Regions from separate parts of the Pan troglodytes genome. Here region 2 is linked to region 1. Evidence: chromatin contacts called from public Hi-C data. All regions are on one chromosome and are shown on one strand. Each heading gives the region's core, a stretch centred on a gene start, on an enhancer-like site or on the middle of the called end of the contact. The rest is flanking DNA. Distances are from core to core; before and after follow the strand shown.

Evidence for each region. Hi-C and Micro-C count contacts between places; a contact is called where the count stands out from the background.
Region 2: a contact with region 1 is called in a Hi-C map of stem cell-derived neural progenitor cells, with 3 times the contacts expected there. The contact joins the enhancer-like site here to the promoter of PBX3 in region 1. A contact is called at or near these places in 1 of 7 Hi-C or Micro-C datasets (stem cell-derived neural progenitor cells) and 1 of 1 datasets of contacts at active chromatin or transcription factors (stem cell-derived excitatory neurons).

What each region holds. Positions count from the first base shown.
Region 1 is chr11:12,705,436-12,713,363 of NHGRI_mPanTro3-v2.0_pri, forward strand. PBX3 (PBX homeobox 3) reads right to left here and starts at 3,680. Exons shown (of 9, transcript XM_016961669.4): 1 at 3,322-3,680; 2 at 2,334-2,407. The coding sequence starts at 3,521.
Region 2 is chr11:13,041,193-13,049,120 of NHGRI_mPanTro3-v2.0_pri, forward strand. No RefSeq gene overlaps it. Among named protein-coding and RNA genes, the nearest start is that of GAPVD1, 150 kb to the right of the region's middle. Within about 2 kb of position 4,754, at least 9 of the 24 cell types and tissues checked have an H3K27ac peak or open chromatin away from gene starts, as enhancers often do. A contact at or near this core is called in stem cell-derived neural progenitor cells, where this site is marked.

The DNA.
Region 1 (7,928 bases), core at 2,430-4,929:
AGCTGTTTTATTTCAAATTGAGGATTCTGAGTCCCTGTCTCATTCTAAGACTAGTTTTGGGGAGTGAGGTGAAGCTATGGGTAGTAGGGGAGAATGGAAAGAAGAGAAAGAGCTTCACCCCCATCAATCACTCAGTACTTAAATCCCATCCCTCTCGAGCTTAGAGAGGCTGGCAGGAAGATGCCTCTACCCAGACAGCCGCCTTTACTCTTTGTCGGCTGTTGGCTTTTTACAAAAGAGATAACGTGCAAATGTGGATCCACTGGCCAAAGCACAAAAAGAGAATCTAATTTACAAGTTATCACTGAAAGCCCCAGAAACAATTTTAAAACACAAAAATTTCTTTTGTCAGCTGCCTCTTGGTTTTTAAATAGCAATAGCCCTACCAAAGCTCTCTCTGCCAGTAATCCCAGACTTTGAAAAGATTTGTTTCTTTTTCGTAACTCACCTTTGACATGTGGTTGACTATACTTTCCTTTCAGAATGGTGTAACTAAGTCCTGTGCAAATAAGCAACTAAAGGACTTATGCTTCCTAATTGAATTCTGCCTGCTGCTAAATGTCTCAACATGAAAAGCAGTTTGCTGGGTTTAGTTCTCAAGCTAGCTAGGCCAAAACTTTAAAAAGGCAAAAATAAATAAATAAATACAAATAATGAGAAGGGGATGAGAAGCGATAAGTATCCATCCCCTCTCCCTAGTAATATAAGGCTGTATAAAGTCGAATCAATCTTAATATTCACAACATAGTCAATACCCCAGTGCTTGGCTGTCAGCAGAAACTGAAGTGGAGCCCTGATAGCAGGAAAACCCTTGGACATTAAGCATCAGAATTTACTGAGAATTGCATACTTTTAAGCTTCTAAACTAAGAATCTTCAAGACTGAATGCTAGATGTCTTATTTTACAGTCAGATAAAAATTATCTACTGCTTTAAATCAAAACGCTTTCTAAAGGTAGCTAAAAATCAACACAAAATAAAAGTTAGTAATTCAAGAAAGGATCACTGAGCATTAAGAAACCAGCCATAATATGGAATGAAAACCAGGAAAAGTACTCTTTGGCCTCCCTTATTATTTGCTGCTTATTATGGTTTAGCATATATATTTAATAGACAGCAATAACTCATCATCTTTTCTTGATTACTTTTAGGATCAGAATAGTATTGCAAAGCGAAAAACCTGTTTCAAAGAAGGCTGACTCGCCTATCAACCTAACAATTATTTGCACTGTGCTATTTGTACACTCAATTTAAACACAATCACATGTAACCTTCTAAACAGCCTCCCTTGGATAGTGCTATATCCTGGACTTCAACTTTTTCTCCTTTGCCTCAACTTTCAAAATGGCAACTTTAAAATACCATACATCCAACACACACCAAAAAAAAAAAAAAAAGAAAGAAAAGAACAGGAAAAAAATAAACAGTAGAGCTTGTTTAATGTACTTGTTTGCCACATACAGGGAAGATAATGCCAAATACAAACTAAAACATCCAAATCTCTGCTTCAGTTTGAGCAGTTACCTCACGTCAAGACTGAAAGACCTTCAATTAATAAAGTCTGACAAGAAAGTTAAACTGAAACGAATTGCCAAAAATTTGCCAAATATGTACCTGTAGTTTTCATTCCAGCACTTCTGCAAAACCTATCTTCTTATATATTCCCTGACTTGGACACTTCAAAATTGTTTAACCTGCATCTGTCGACCTTTTTATACTTTATATATTAAGCACAGTTACAAGTGTAATGACTTCAGAATACAAAATAATACAAGTATTAACAGATGTAATACATCGTATGTGTCTACACATCATTACCCTTCCTCGATTCTCTAAAGTAGTCTTCCCACCTAAAACACTAATTCAAGCATGCTACTGGGGTCTGTTCAATTGCATCTATTCTTCTATCCGTGCAGCTGAAGCTTAAGACTGTCTAAGTAAAACAAAGTTCGGGCGATGCTTCTCCCGGGGACTCGGTCCTGGCATCCAGTCTCCCGTTGCTCCTTTTAAAAACTGACACACAAACAAGGCGAAAGGAGAGGGAAGAGGGCGGCTGGCGCTCCGGGCCCCCTCCCTGCCTGCAGCCAGGGGCGGCCGCCGAGGGACGGCGATCCAGCCCGGTCCGCACCTACACTTCATTTTACACCAGGAGCAGAACTGAGAAATCGACTCCAGATTTATTGCAGTTTTTTCTCAAGATCAGGACGTGGGAAGGAGAGAATGATCAAAGATGGCGGTGCCCAAAAGCAGCAGCTCTCAACTGGAGAGTCGAAGGAGTAGCTCCGACCCCCACCTCGGGGGTCTCCAGGCCCACTGCGGGGCGCAGCGTCTTACCTGTTTTCTCTTTGATCTCACACAGGACGCTGAAGAGCGCTGGTTTCATTCTGTGACAGTTCAGGGCATGTTTCCTAAAAAACAAATAACGAAACACAAAGGTATTAGCATCACCTATGGAATAATATGGCGCCTTCCTTTAAGTTAGACCCAAGATTTAATTCCAGCCCCCCATTCTGGAAGGCCCTTTTGAACCGTGGGAAGTCAACAAAAACTCCAGTTGACTAGTTCCCGACAGCCAGCAAGCCCCGGCGACGAAAGCTGCAGCCGGAACGAGGCGGACCCATCTGCCCGGCAGGCAGCAGCCTCGGCCACTGCAGACGCGACGCGAACCCGCGCGGGGAGCCTCGCCCCGGGGGCAGGCGAAGGCGACCCGGGGGAGGGGACGGGTGCGGAGGGGCTCCCGCGTCCGCTCCTGTGCAGAGGGAGCCGGCGCGACGCTGCCGGCCGGCGGACTGCGGCCAGCGGGAGGGTGACAGCTCGGCAAAGTTTGCAAGGCGGCCCTCTCTCTCCGAGAACTTGGCCGTCCGCACCCGGACCCGCCAGGGAACCGCCCATCGCCCCGCGCCGGGCCCGGGTGGCCGCCCGCATCGCGAGGTCGTCCCGCGGCCACAGGAGCCGGCGCCGGGACTCCCGGCCGGAGGAGAAAGTTACACTTCCCGGCGGCGCGGCCCGCACGGGGTCGGGGCGGGAGGTTTAAATCGGTGGGAGGGGGCCGGGCTGCGAGGGGCAGGACGGGGGAAAGGACGCCACGGAATCCGCGCCGCACCGAGTCCGTCCCGAGCCCCCCAGAGCAACTTTGCCGACTCCCGCCCGCTTCGGGGGGCGCGGGCAAGTCCCCCCGAGGCCGGGGCGGGCGGCCGGCTTTCGGAGAAAGTTCCCCGCCGGGGGCTGCGGCCCTGGCCCCGGGCGCCACCCCGGGCCTCGACTCGGCCGCGGGCCCGGCTCCCGCACACACACAAAAGATGCTTAATGAGACGACACCAACTTTGCTTGCGCCTCGTCCAAGCTCTGGTCGGTGATGGTCATGATCTGGTGGAGGATGTCGCCGATGTCCTGCTTCCTGCCGTCGCCGTCCGCCCCTTCGTGGCCGTGCGGGGGAGGCGGCAGGGCCATGCCCCCCTGCACCGAGTGGCCAGCCAGGTTCACCCCGGCCAGAGTCTGCAGCATCCTGGATTGATCGTCCATCCCGCCGCGCGCGGGCGGGAGCGGGCGGCGGCTGAGGCGAAGGCTGAGGCGGCGGCGGCGGCGGCGGCGGCTGCGACGAGGGAGGAGAAGAAAGAGGGGGAGGGGGAGGGGGAGGCGGCCGCGCGCTCCCCGCCCGCGCGGGGAGGGGGCGGCCCGGCCGGCAGGGCCCGCGGCTGAGGCGATGAGGACGGGCGCCCGGCTCCGGCTTCCGCCGCCGCCGAGGCTGAGGAGAAGCGGCGGGCGGAAGCGCCGGGCTCCGCGGCGGTGGCGGAGGCGCAGGCGGCGGCGCCCGCTGCCCTCACGCGGCCGCCGCGCCGCCTCCTCGCCGCCGCGCGCCCCGCCGGGCGGCCCCGCGCAACTTGCTCCTCAGCGCCCGCCGAGTTGCCGGGACGCCCGCCGCCCCCCGCGCCAGCCTGCGCACTGCCCTCCTCGGCCGCCGCCGCCGCCGCCTCAGCCAGGCGGGATCCGAGCCCCGGCGGCCCCGGGGGAGGCAGCGGCGGCGGCGGGCGGCGGCGGAGGAGGAGGCCTGCGGGCGGGCCGCGGGGAGCGAGGGGGGGCGGAGGAGGAAAGTTTGGGAGCGGGCGGGCAGAGGCGGCGGGGGCGCTGAGCCCGGAGGAGGGCCCCGGCGGGCCGCGCGCCGGGCGGACAGCCGATGGATAGGGCGGGAGAAGTCGCCGCCGCCGCCGGAGCCGCGCACCCAGCCAGCAGCCGCCGCGGACCGGGCTGGAAGGCCGCTGGGCCGAGGGATTGACAGGCTGCCAGTGCCACTCACTCACTGCGGCCCCGCGCCGGGGGGAGGGGCGGGGGCTGGCAAGGGCGGGGGAGCGCTCCTCAGACCCCGCCCCCGGGGCGGTGCGCGCGCTCATTGGGCTCTGCGCCTCCCGCCGCCGCCGCCGGCACCGCCCCCGGGGCCCGGCCCGTTCCCTCTGTCCTCTGATACCCCGCGCTCCGGAGTGTGCCGCCGGATCCTCGCTCCAACCTCGTCGCGTCCTAGCCCCCCGGGATAGACCGGGCCGGCCCACAAACGCTGTGCCCGCACCCCGACTCCTGCTCCATGCTTTTGGCAGTCATGGGAGCGGGGGGTTCTGTATGGGACAGTGGGCAACTCGCTGCAAAGCCAACCGTGTGCTCCCCCGCCGCGCCTGTGAGCTTCACGCCTCGGACAGCTCCTGGTGCACTTTCCCGCTCTTCCTGTCAGGAGGTGGTGCCCTCTGGGTACCAGGCCGCTCGTCCCGGGCCAATCGCAAAGCGCTTAGAGCCGAATGGGGCGGGACAGAGGCAAGAAAGGGTTGTCCCAATTGGAGCGTTCGAAAGGTTCTGGGCAGAGGCGGGGAAGCGGTGAGTGGGGGCCTCGCCCCGCCTGCGGTCGCCATGGTAACCGAGAGGGCGCAGCTGAGCGTTGGCGCCAGCACCGGGGCCTTGCGCTGTCCCTCAATGGGTGACCAGTTAAGGTGGGAACCTGTGGTCTCACATACTTGAAGTCTGAGCTGAGTGGACCTGAGTGCCATAGACTTTCCATTGAAAGGGGAAATGTGTCAGAGAGAAGCGAGTCTGGGAGGAGGGAAAGTGCCTTCAGTCCAGGACTAATTTCAAGGTTTACAACACTTTACACACTCTGCAACTGCTGATAATCCAGGGACTACTCCTTTGGCAGCGTTTGCTATTCGATGCCTCCAGATGTACTGAAGCTGCAAAAACGAGCTCTTCATTACAAAGATACATATGTTTAGGAAGAGACTGGATTTCACTTGTCAACTTACCCCACCACCACGAGTCATTTAATGTTGGTAAAGCCAGCCACGATTTTTCGTATCTATAACACCCCTTCTTCCATTGAATTCTACCTACAAATAACTGAAGGCTCACATTATTTTGGAATATGGACCTCCGCCTCTTGTGGAGACGAGATTTCTCTTAAGCTGATTTCCCAAAAAGGGGCTGCAATGTGTGTTCCCGATTCTAGATTCATTGAGCTCACCCTAGATGAGTCCTTTGGTTCGGTGGTTCGGAAAAGTCTCTTTGTTCCTTCTCCAAACTCAGTAAGCTGTCTTACCTGAAACCAAAAATAGGGGTATGAGGATATGAAAAATGGCTCTAACTCTGCAGGGTTTAATGTAGGACAAGCAGTTCTTTAAATGCCAGATGGATTCTTGGAATGAAGCAGGCTACTCGGTTCCAGGTTCTTTCCTTCATATGTTGTGTGTACTTTTAAATACTCCCCACTGCAAAGCTAATAGCTAAGCTTACAGTTAGGCAAGCTAAAATCCTTACAAACTGCACAGCTGCTGAGGAGGGAGTTCCAAAAAATCCACTCTGCTTACTTACCTCCAAAGAAGAACCCCCTTCATGTTCATTAATATTCTCTGCTCTTCTATACCCCATTGATATGTCAAGTTTCCAATTCTTCTTTGAAGCCCCCATTATGGGTTACTTATAATCGTCATTGATTGGGTTTTTTCTTTATTCTTAATTTGTTTTTTAAAGCTGTCACCAAATTCTTAAGCATTTTTGCCAAAAGGTGCAGGAGCAAGCGGTCAACCTTTCATAATTCTCCAACGCTGAGGATGCAAAACTACAGAATTCTAACTGAAAGATGCCTTAAATTCTAAGATTCCTTCCAGCTGTAAAATTCAATAATCCTGTGACTCACTATTAGGACTCCTCTCTGCCCTCCTTCTAGACTCATAATCTTGACTAATCAGTCATGAGGATGAGGCTAATTAGCAATGGGGATTTATGGTTATTTCTAGCCCACTCCAAACAATGAGTTATGTAAGCAAAGCAACATATATAAAAATGTAAATAGGCCGGTGGCTCATGCCTGTAATCTCAGAACTTTGAGAGGCCGAGGCAGGTGGATCACAAGGTCAGGAGTTGAGACCAGCCTGGCCAACATGGTGAAACCCCATCTCTACTAAAAATACAAAAAATTAGCTGGGCTTGGTGGCAGGTGCCTGTAATCCCAGCTACTCAGGAGGCTGAGGCAGGAGAATCACTTGTACCCAGGAGGTGGAGGTTGCAGTGAACTGAGATTGTGCCGCTCCCCTCCAGCCTGGGCGACAAAGTGAGACTTCGTTTCAAAAAAAAAAAAAAAAAGTAAATAAAATTAAATTAAAAAAACACTTAAGCAAATAAAGGCAATTGGGAACTATGGGCTGTGTAAACACACTGAAACATAAAAACATAAATTAGAATTAAGAAAACAGTTAGGCAAATGCCAGCAATTAGGAATAAAACAACTTGTTAAATGTCTAACACCCACAGTTATTTTATGGTACACTCCTCTAAACCCATGGTCATTCAGTGATGTGGAAACTTGATACCATAATTCTGCCTTAAGTGATTGAATTAGACTGACCTTCTGCTTGGGAGGCTTCTCTTTTTGTTGTTATCAGTAGGAGTTGCAGTAGAAGCCTGAGGACCCTAGCAAGGATTCCTTCACAGGCTCATTGACAACTGCCGTTGATTTAAAGCATAACGTTTTTAGACTGGTTTCCAAGCCTCAATATAACTGTCAACTAATTGCAGATGCTCCAGGATCTCTTGTGCTTGTGCCAGTGTCTCATGTAGAATGTTGCCTGATCTCTGCTCAAGAATCTGAGTCACAAGGTTGATGCCTTCACAGATGACAGAACAGAAGTTCCCTGAGTACCCGAGTCTGTCTTTGCTGTTTCTAAGGTAGTGATTATTAAAATGTCAAGGGAAATTAAATTGACTTTTGGTGAGCAGACATTCATGTAAAGTTAACAGTGACAAAGTGGTGAAAACCAAGCAGGTGTTCCTTCATGGCCATCCCTTTCCATGAGTTTGTATTAACATCACCATTGCCTCTGTCATCAATAGGGTGACTATCACAGCAGATGCCATTATCGAGCACTTTCTTTGGGGGTACACTATCCTCTGTGTCCCCTTGCTTCATCTTATTACAGTCTCACAACAGGCTGCTTGGGATTGTTATTAAATAAGAAATAGAATGAGAGAGAGTAAGAAATTTCCACAAGACCACAAAGCCAGTAAGTACTAGAGCTTGAATTCAAATATTGATCTATGTGGCTGCAAAGACTACCGTATAAAACACTGTGCAAAAAAAGTAATTTAGCCAGGCTGGTGGCATGCAACTGTAGTTCCAGCTACTTCAGAGGCAGAAACAGGAGAATCACTTGAGTGCAGTAGTTTGAGGCTGCAGTATGCTATGATCACACTTGTGAATAGCCACTGCACTCTAGCTTGAGCAAAGTAGTGCTACCCTTTCTCCTAAAATTTTTTTAAAAGTTATTTAAGATTATGAAGTAAAAATCACAAGACCTTAACAGATAAACTGAAAAATTAATGAAAATAAGTAACTAGGTGCTTAATAAAGAGAGAATAAACAGCTATATTAGAGGAATCCAGGTCTCAAGGCAGGGG
Region 2 (7,928 bases), core at 3,504-6,003, 340 kb after region 1:
CAATGGGGGTGGAGATGAAACAGGCCAGAAACAGGGGAAGGCCCAGAGCAGGCAAGGAGGGGACCCACATTCTCCTCGAACCCTTCCAATATCACTGAAGCAGGAACAGTTGACAGCAAACAGCAATAGGATCACAGACAGGACAGGAAACCAGGCACACGGTAAACAGAAGTCATCATTCTCTAGTTTTCTTTTTATTTTTTTTAAGATTATTTATTTATTTATTTATTTTGAGACAGAGTTTCACTCTTATCGCCCAGGCTGGAGTGCAGTGGCATGATCTCGGCTCACTGCAACCTCTGCCTCCCAGGTTCAAGCGATTCTCCTACCTCAGTCTCCTGAGTAGCTGGAATTACAGGCACGCGGACGCCTGGCTAACTTTTTTTCATATTTTTAGTAGAGACAGGGTTTCACCATGTTGCCCGGCCGGTCTGGAACTCCTGACCTCAGGTGATTTGCCTGCCTCGGCCTCCCAAAGTGCAGGGATTATAGGTGTGAACCACTGCGCCCAGCTCCATTCTCTCATTTTCTGATGAGGAAAGAGCACATTTTTCAACAGCCTAGACAACAAAAAGATGCACCCTTGCAAAGAACCGAGTTCGCCACGGCACTTTCTTTCATCATCCACCTCCTCCCTGTGGGCAGCGCGCTCACCTCCCTGCCCAAGCTACTTGTTTCAAGTCAAATTTTGCCTCACTCAGGACTCACAGGTCTCCCTTTGTCTGGGATGGGATGTACAGTCTCTCTTGATTGCTGCAATTATTTGAAAACGATGTCTCTATTCCCCAGTCCCTCTCAGGGCTCTCTGTCCCCATGGCCATGTGTCCCCTGCCCCCCATCTCTCTGCTGTCTGGGGCAGAATTCCTCGGAGGGATAGCTGGAGACACAAGCAGCCCCAGTGGGTGATGATGGACACACCCCCAAAGACTCATTCCTTGTACATCACTTTTGGGGATGAATAAAGAGGGCCGATGGGGGTGTGTGAGGAGGGTGTCAGTGAGCTCTTCCTGGAGAGCTGGGTTCAAGCTGAATGGGGCTTCCTTAGACAGGCATTGATGATCAACCATAAAACTGTGGCTCACACAGGTTTGGCCCTTTCAGGGTGCCAGACCCTGGGCTGAATGCTTCACATGCCCCACAACTGCCCTAGGAGTTGAGTACTCTATCACCATCCCTGTCTTGTAGATCAGGAAGCTGAGAGTGAGAGGGTGTGATTTGCCCGTGGTTTTGGAGCTCAGAGAGAGGAAAATCCTGAGCTCAGAGAGACTCAGTCCTCGCAGCAGCTCTAAGAGAGGAACTGCTCGCCCCATTTCACAGACAAGGGCACTAAGGCCAGCAGAGGGGCGGCGGCCCGTCCTGGTCACCCAGGGCACCTCCAGCACTTCCCCTCCCATGGGGAATGGCTGCCGGCGTAGGTGCCCCTCACCTTGCTGCTCTGGGGTTAGCATCCAGGGCTGGAGGGCTCGGAAGAACCCAGTTCACCCAGCACATGGGATCAGGGCACAGCAGGAGCGGGAGGTGCAGGTGCAGGCAGCCCTGAAGGTGGTTTAGGAACTCAGGACTTGGTCCAGCCTGTGACAGGGGGTCATGCTTGGGTTTCAAGCCGGGGCAGCTCATGGTCATGTTTGGATTTGGGAGCTGCCTGGCGGTCCCATGGTGAGTGGATCAGAGGGAAAGAGACCCACGGCTGAGCAGGCAGGAGGAGGCTGCAGGTGGCCAGGGGGAGAGGGAAGGGGTGAGGACAGAGGGGTGAGCAGGGATCCCACAGACGTGACCAGCAGAGTCACTGGGGGGCTCCAGCCTTGGTGATCTGGGGGCTGGCAGGGGCTCCGTGTGGGACAGCATCTCCCTTCATCAGGGTCCGGCCCTGCAGCTACTGTGCACCTCCTCTCTCACCTCTGGATCCCTCCTGTTCTTTGTCCCCTGGCTGGAGGCAGGGGGCTGTGGGGCCGCCAGCGAAACTGCAGTCCCCCTCCGTTGATCTGTGTCAAGGCAAGGATGGGGATCCTGGTGCCTCCACCACGGCACTCCCTCCCTCCTGCCGACCCTCGCTGTGCCCGCGCTCGCCCAGACCCAGGCCTTCTGGGTCAAGGAGGGGAGCCTCCCCTTCTGCGCCCACTGACCGCTGCCCCTGTCGCCCCTGCCCCTGGACCGACAGCCCCTCCTGCCCCTTCTGCCGGCCGCCATCGCGGTGACTCAGCCTCGCAGCAGCCCTGAGAGAGGAACTACTCGCCCCATTTCACAGACAAGGGCACTAAGGCCGGCAGAGGGGCGGCGGCTCGTCCCGGTCACCCAGGGCACCTCCAGCACTGCCCCTCCCATGGGGAATGGCCGCTGGCGTGGGAAGGGCGCTACATACAGTGTCAGTATTACTTCTGAGCCGCTCAGAACTTTCTCGATGGCAGGACAGAGAGAATGCAAAGCAGCTCAAGTCAAAGAGCGCTTCGGGGCTCTAAAGCCAAGGGAAGAACCATGCGAAGATGGCTTCCAGCAGCCCTTCCAGCAGGAAAGTCTCTGATTGGCCATGAGAGGGTCACATGTCCATCTCTGAACCAATAAGAGCATTCAGATCAGGCCTCTGATTGGCAGGCTTGGGTCTCGCCCGGTTTATAAACAACTCAGAGAGGGTGAGCCACCCTCCCAGATCACACAACATGGCTGTCCCTTGCTCTGCTCGTGTGTGTGTATGTGTGTGTGTGTGGTGTGGTGCGTGTGTGGGGTGTGTGGTGCATGTGTGTGGTGTCTGTGTGTGTGGTATGTGCGTGGTCTGTGTCTGGTGTGTGTATGGTGTATATGTCTGTGTGTGGTGTGTGTGTTGTGTGTGTATGGTGTGTGTGTGTGGTGTGTGTGTCTGGTGTGCGTATGGTGTATGTGTCTGTGGTGTGTGTGGTGTGTGTGTCTGGTATTTGTGTGTGGTGTGTGTGTGGTGCGTACGGTGTATGAGTCTGTGTTTGTGGTTGTGTGGTGTGTGTGTGTGGTGTGTGTATCTGTGTGGTGTGTGTCTGGTGTATATGTCTGTGTGTGTGGTGTGTGTGTGTGGTGTGTGAGTGGTGTGTGTCTTGTCGTGTGTCTGTGTGGTGTGTGTGTATGTGTGGTGTGTGTCTGTGTGGTGTGTGTGGTATGTGTGTGTCTGTGTGTGATGTTTATGTGTGTGGTGTGTGTGTGGTGTATGGTGTGTCTGTGTGTGGTGTGTGTGTGTGGCGTGTGTCTGTGTGTCTGTGTGTGTGGTGTGTGTCTGGGCCCCCAAGCTCTGGCTCCTGTAAGGCCACCTTTCCTGCCCCCTCCTCCTCTGATCACATCGTCGGGTATGAGCCACAAGTCCTGCCTGCTCTGCTGGACGGGACTTCCCTGGCCGGGGTGGGGCCTCGCTCATCTCTGAACCTCCTCTCCCAACCCACCCTCCAGGGCGCCTCCCAGCCCTGGGCCTCGCTTGCTGTGTGGATTCTGGGAGCCCTTGGGCTGGGAAGGACCTATGGTCCCCACCTCCAGGCACAGGCAGCTCGCCCCCTCCAGGGGCTCCCTGGGGTGGCTGGTTTGGGGGAAGTCGATCCGACCCTCCACCCCCTAAATCGGCCCGGCCTCGAGTCAGGGACGTCCCCCAGAGGCTCCGATGCCCCTTTCCAGCTGCGCGACTTGGAGCAGGTTCCGCATCCACGATAGCGAGGGGGTCCGGGCGCGGTGGCTCACGCCTGTAATTCCAGCACTTTGGGAGGTCAAGGTGGGCGGATCATCTGAGGCCAGGAGTTTGAGACAAGTCTGGCCAACATGGTGAAACCCTGTCTCTACTAAAAATACAAAATTAGTTGGGCGTGGTGGCAGGCGCCTGTAATCCCAGCTACTCGGGAGGCTGAGGCAGGACAATCGCTTGAACCCGGGAGGCGGAGGTTGCAGTGAGCCGAAATCGTGCCACTGCACTGCAGCCTGGGCAACAGAGCGAGACTCCGTCTCAAAAAAAGAAAAAAGAAGAAAGAAAAGAAAAAGAAAAGATAGCGAGGGGATCAAAGGGCTTTCTCCGGGCGCGGCGTGCTCTCAGGAGGACGCATGAAAGACGCGCACACGCGGCTCCCCTTCCTTCCCCCGGGGAGGGTGACATTTCCCAGCCAAGGCTGCCCTCGGGAAAGCAGCCAGGGAGCCCGAAGGCTGGATGCTGAGCGGGAGGAAGGGGCGCCTGCCTGTCCCTACCCACCGTCGCTTGCGTCCCCACGGGCACAGCTCGCAGCCTGGGCCTTGCGTCCTCCCTGACCCGGGCCCGCAGAGAAGGAAGTGCGAGAACAAAGGAAGGGTCCCCTGCCGGCCGCGCCCACGGCCTCCGCGCACGCACACGCCCGGCGGACACAGCCCAGAGCGCGATCCTTCCACGCCGGGGCCCCCGCCCCAGCGGCCTCCCGGACCTCGGCTCCCTCGCACGCCCGCGCGGCTGGGAAGGCCCGAGGGTACGGGGGGCCCGTTTCTGGAGCCTTCGCAGCCGAGGCCCAGTGGTGGCAGCTGCGGGGATCGGGAGTAGGGGGTGGGGAAGGGTGCCCGTCCGCCCCGGGTTCGCACCCCGTCCGGTGCCCGCGCGTCGCTCTCGGTCTTGGCCCAACGGGGTGCGAACCTGGGTGCCCTAAAAACACCTGGGATCTCCGCGGACCGACGGCGGTGGGAACGGCCACGCGGGACGCAGAAGCCCCGCGGGTCCCGGCTCCGCACCACCCTCGGCCTGGGCGACGGAAACCCAACTGCAGCCTCGCGGCGCCACCTACGGACCGGATTCCGTAGCTAGATTCCCGGCCCCGGGGCGCCCCGTGAGTCCCGCGGTGTACCCGGCTCCCTCTGGCTCCCGGTTCGTCTCTTCCTCCTCCGGGGGCTCCCACCCCAAGTCTCGACGCCGCCCTGCAGCAGACAGCCCGGCCCGGCTCAGGCCTCGGACTCGGTCCTCGTGGAAGGGGAAGGGGTGTTTAAGCTGCCCGGGTCCAGGCGGTATCTCCTGAGCCCGGGGAGCTGAGGCCCCGTCCCCCGCGCCACCACAGGGAGGGGCCATTTCCACATTTACAGAGGGGGAAACTGAGGCCGAGGACCGAGCCCTGACCGTTTTTATGTGGAATTGGGGCAGCTGAACCAGGCCTGCAACCTCTTTCCGCCCCTCTCCAGATCTCTGACCCTGCTCGTCTCCCAGCACCACCCACTCATCCCTAGAGCTCTGCCCCTCTCACTCCACCCAGCCCCCAGCTCTCCTCTGAACCCCCCAGCCACATCCTGCCATCTGTCCTCAGGGACTGCACCTGCCTGTTTAACTCTGTCCTGGATTCTTTGAAAAATCACACACCAGGGAAAGAGGCCCTTGGAGACCCAGCCTCTAACCCCACCGTAAACCCCAGAAACCAAGGCCCTCACCGCCCCACTGTCCTGGCCTGAGCTCTGCGAATTAACATGGTTGTCTGTCTAGACTGGATCCTTCAGTCACCGCCCACCACTGCCTACCGGGCCCAGCGGGGACGTGGCACTTAACACTTGTGCAGATGACAACAGTGAGGGCCCTGGAGCTCATGCTCCGGGCCAGCCGTGAGAATCTCTCCTGTGACCCTCAGCAAATCAGCCCTGTGGGGTGGCAGGACAGTCCTGTGTCCTTAACAACAGGGATGCATTCTGAGAAATGCATCAGCTGCGAAGAGCATAGAGTGGATTTACGCCAGCCGAGATGGTGCGGCCCCTACACACCGGGCTCTTGCCCTTGGGCTACACTCAGGTGCCGCCTGTCTTTGGACCGAATGCTGTAGGCAACCGTGGCACAGTGGGAAGTATTTGTGTATCTACACATAGAACCGGTACAGGAGAAATACGGCGTTATGATCTTATGGGACCACTGTCGTACATGCAGTCCCTTGATGACCGAAGCGTCCTTCTCTGGCGCATGACTGCATTATTGTTCCCATGGTTCTACAGATGAAGCTGAGGCTCTGCGAGGTCAGGCCTACCCGAGCTCACACAAAGCAGGTGAGTGGCAGAGCTGAGATTCCAGCCCTGACTCCAGCGTAATTACTTCTCCGCTCTGCCCAGGCCTCCTAGCCCAGTCCATGGCCAGCACCTGGATCCCTGGTTGGGCCGGGCATCAGCAATGGTGACGTGACCCACCCTGACATGGGGCGTGGCTACCCACTCACACATACATCATGTGAGTCACACTCACATGGGTCACATGGTGTGAGATTCCAGCCCACATCTGGCCCTCAGAGTTCCCAAGTGTCAGATGCCTCTAGGCTGACCCTCCCATTTTATAGACTCAGTCCGCCGAGGCACAGGGCCTTGCTCGGGGTTGCACAGAGCAGCTATGGCCTAGGCTGCTCAATACAGCAGGTAAGACGAGAGCCCAGGTCCCAGGATCTTGGACCTATCAGAGTTTCCAGGGCTGCAACTTTCACCCTGTAGGATGAGTAACAATTCCGCTGGATTTCCCAGTCCGGGGTGAGGGAGGAAGTGGAAGAGACAGACACTGACACAGAAAATGACAAACCCAGAGATTAGAGCTGAGCTGAAAGGCTTGGCTGGGCCTTGGGGAAGCCCAGAGGAGAGATTAGAGGTGGGAGTAGTCAGTCAAGCAAGGATTCTCAAGGAAGTGATATCAAGCGGGCTTTGAAGGATGAGTAGGAGTTTGCCAGCGGAAAAATGTAGGGAGGGGCATTTCAAGGGAAAGCATGGGGCTTAGAGGGAGCTTGGCTAGTTCCACCTATAACTTACTAGTTAAGTGTGGGCTTGTATGCCAGCCAGACCTGGGTTCAAGTCCGTGCCCTGCTGTGTGACCTCCAGGAGGTGTCTTAACCTTTCTGAGCCTTCTTTTCCTCATCTGTATAATGAGGCAACAAAGCTCTCCTTGATCATGGACAATTGTGGAGTTAGCATAGAGTGGGACACACAGGAGCCCACCAGGGAAGACTAAAGACCATTGGGAGGGGGTGGGCGAAGATAGGAGTGAAGGACGAAGTGGCTGGAGAGGTCACCAGAGGTCAGTTGGGCCTCGAGCGACGCTGAGTGCCAAGCTAAGGAAGCTGGCTTCATTCTGAGGACAATGGGGAGCCATGGAAGGGGCTGGAGCTAAGGAGTGACCCACCTGATTTGTGTTTTAGAAAGTGCGCACCCGGCAAGGGCGAGGGCCTCCTTCAGAAAGATGGAGTCTGGGAACTGGAGCCCTGCCTGCCCTGGCCCTGCCCTGGCCCCTTTGTCCCCAGGCCTCCTCTTGCCCTCAGCACTGTAAGGATGAGAAGCTGCCCTGCCCTGAGGCTGAGGCTGAGCCAGGGCCAGAGTGGGTGGCCTGGTTCCACTGCCCCCGGCCCAGGACACCCAGGCCCCAGCACCTGCGCCCCCAGAGAAAAACCAGGGTCTCTGCTTTCCACACAGCCACCTTTTCCTCCCCACCCCCAACACTCCGAAGCCCCCATTACAGAGAAAAGACGGGCAGCAGCACCATAATTTTTGTTTCCCTCTAAATAGGCCTGCTCCCACAAAACCAATTAAAGCACCTGCCGGGACGGGGCTCTGTCAGCAAATTATTTCCAGGCTCTGCAGCCCGAGAATAAATCTCAGAAGGATAAAGTGGACCCGATGGCAGGGGGCTGGCAATGGGGGACCAGGCAGGCAAGATCGGGGGTCACTTTGGGTCCAGGCAGCCGCAGACAGGGTCTTCACGCTGGTCCCCAGACCCTAAGCCTGGATCCCTTCTGCTCCACCAAATCATCAGTCTCTAAGGAGTGGCACCCTGGCTGTGATGGAAATGACTTCCAGGCCATGGATGGGGGAGTGGTGGCCTGGAGAACTCCACCTCTTTGTCCACAGCGCCACCTTCTTTGCCAACTTTGACTGCCTTCTCACCATGCGGTGGGATGCAGGTGTGCCCAGCCTCAGTGGGGGGTCTGAAGGCCCAGGTGCCTAACTCTCTGTGGGGCCCTGAGCAAGGC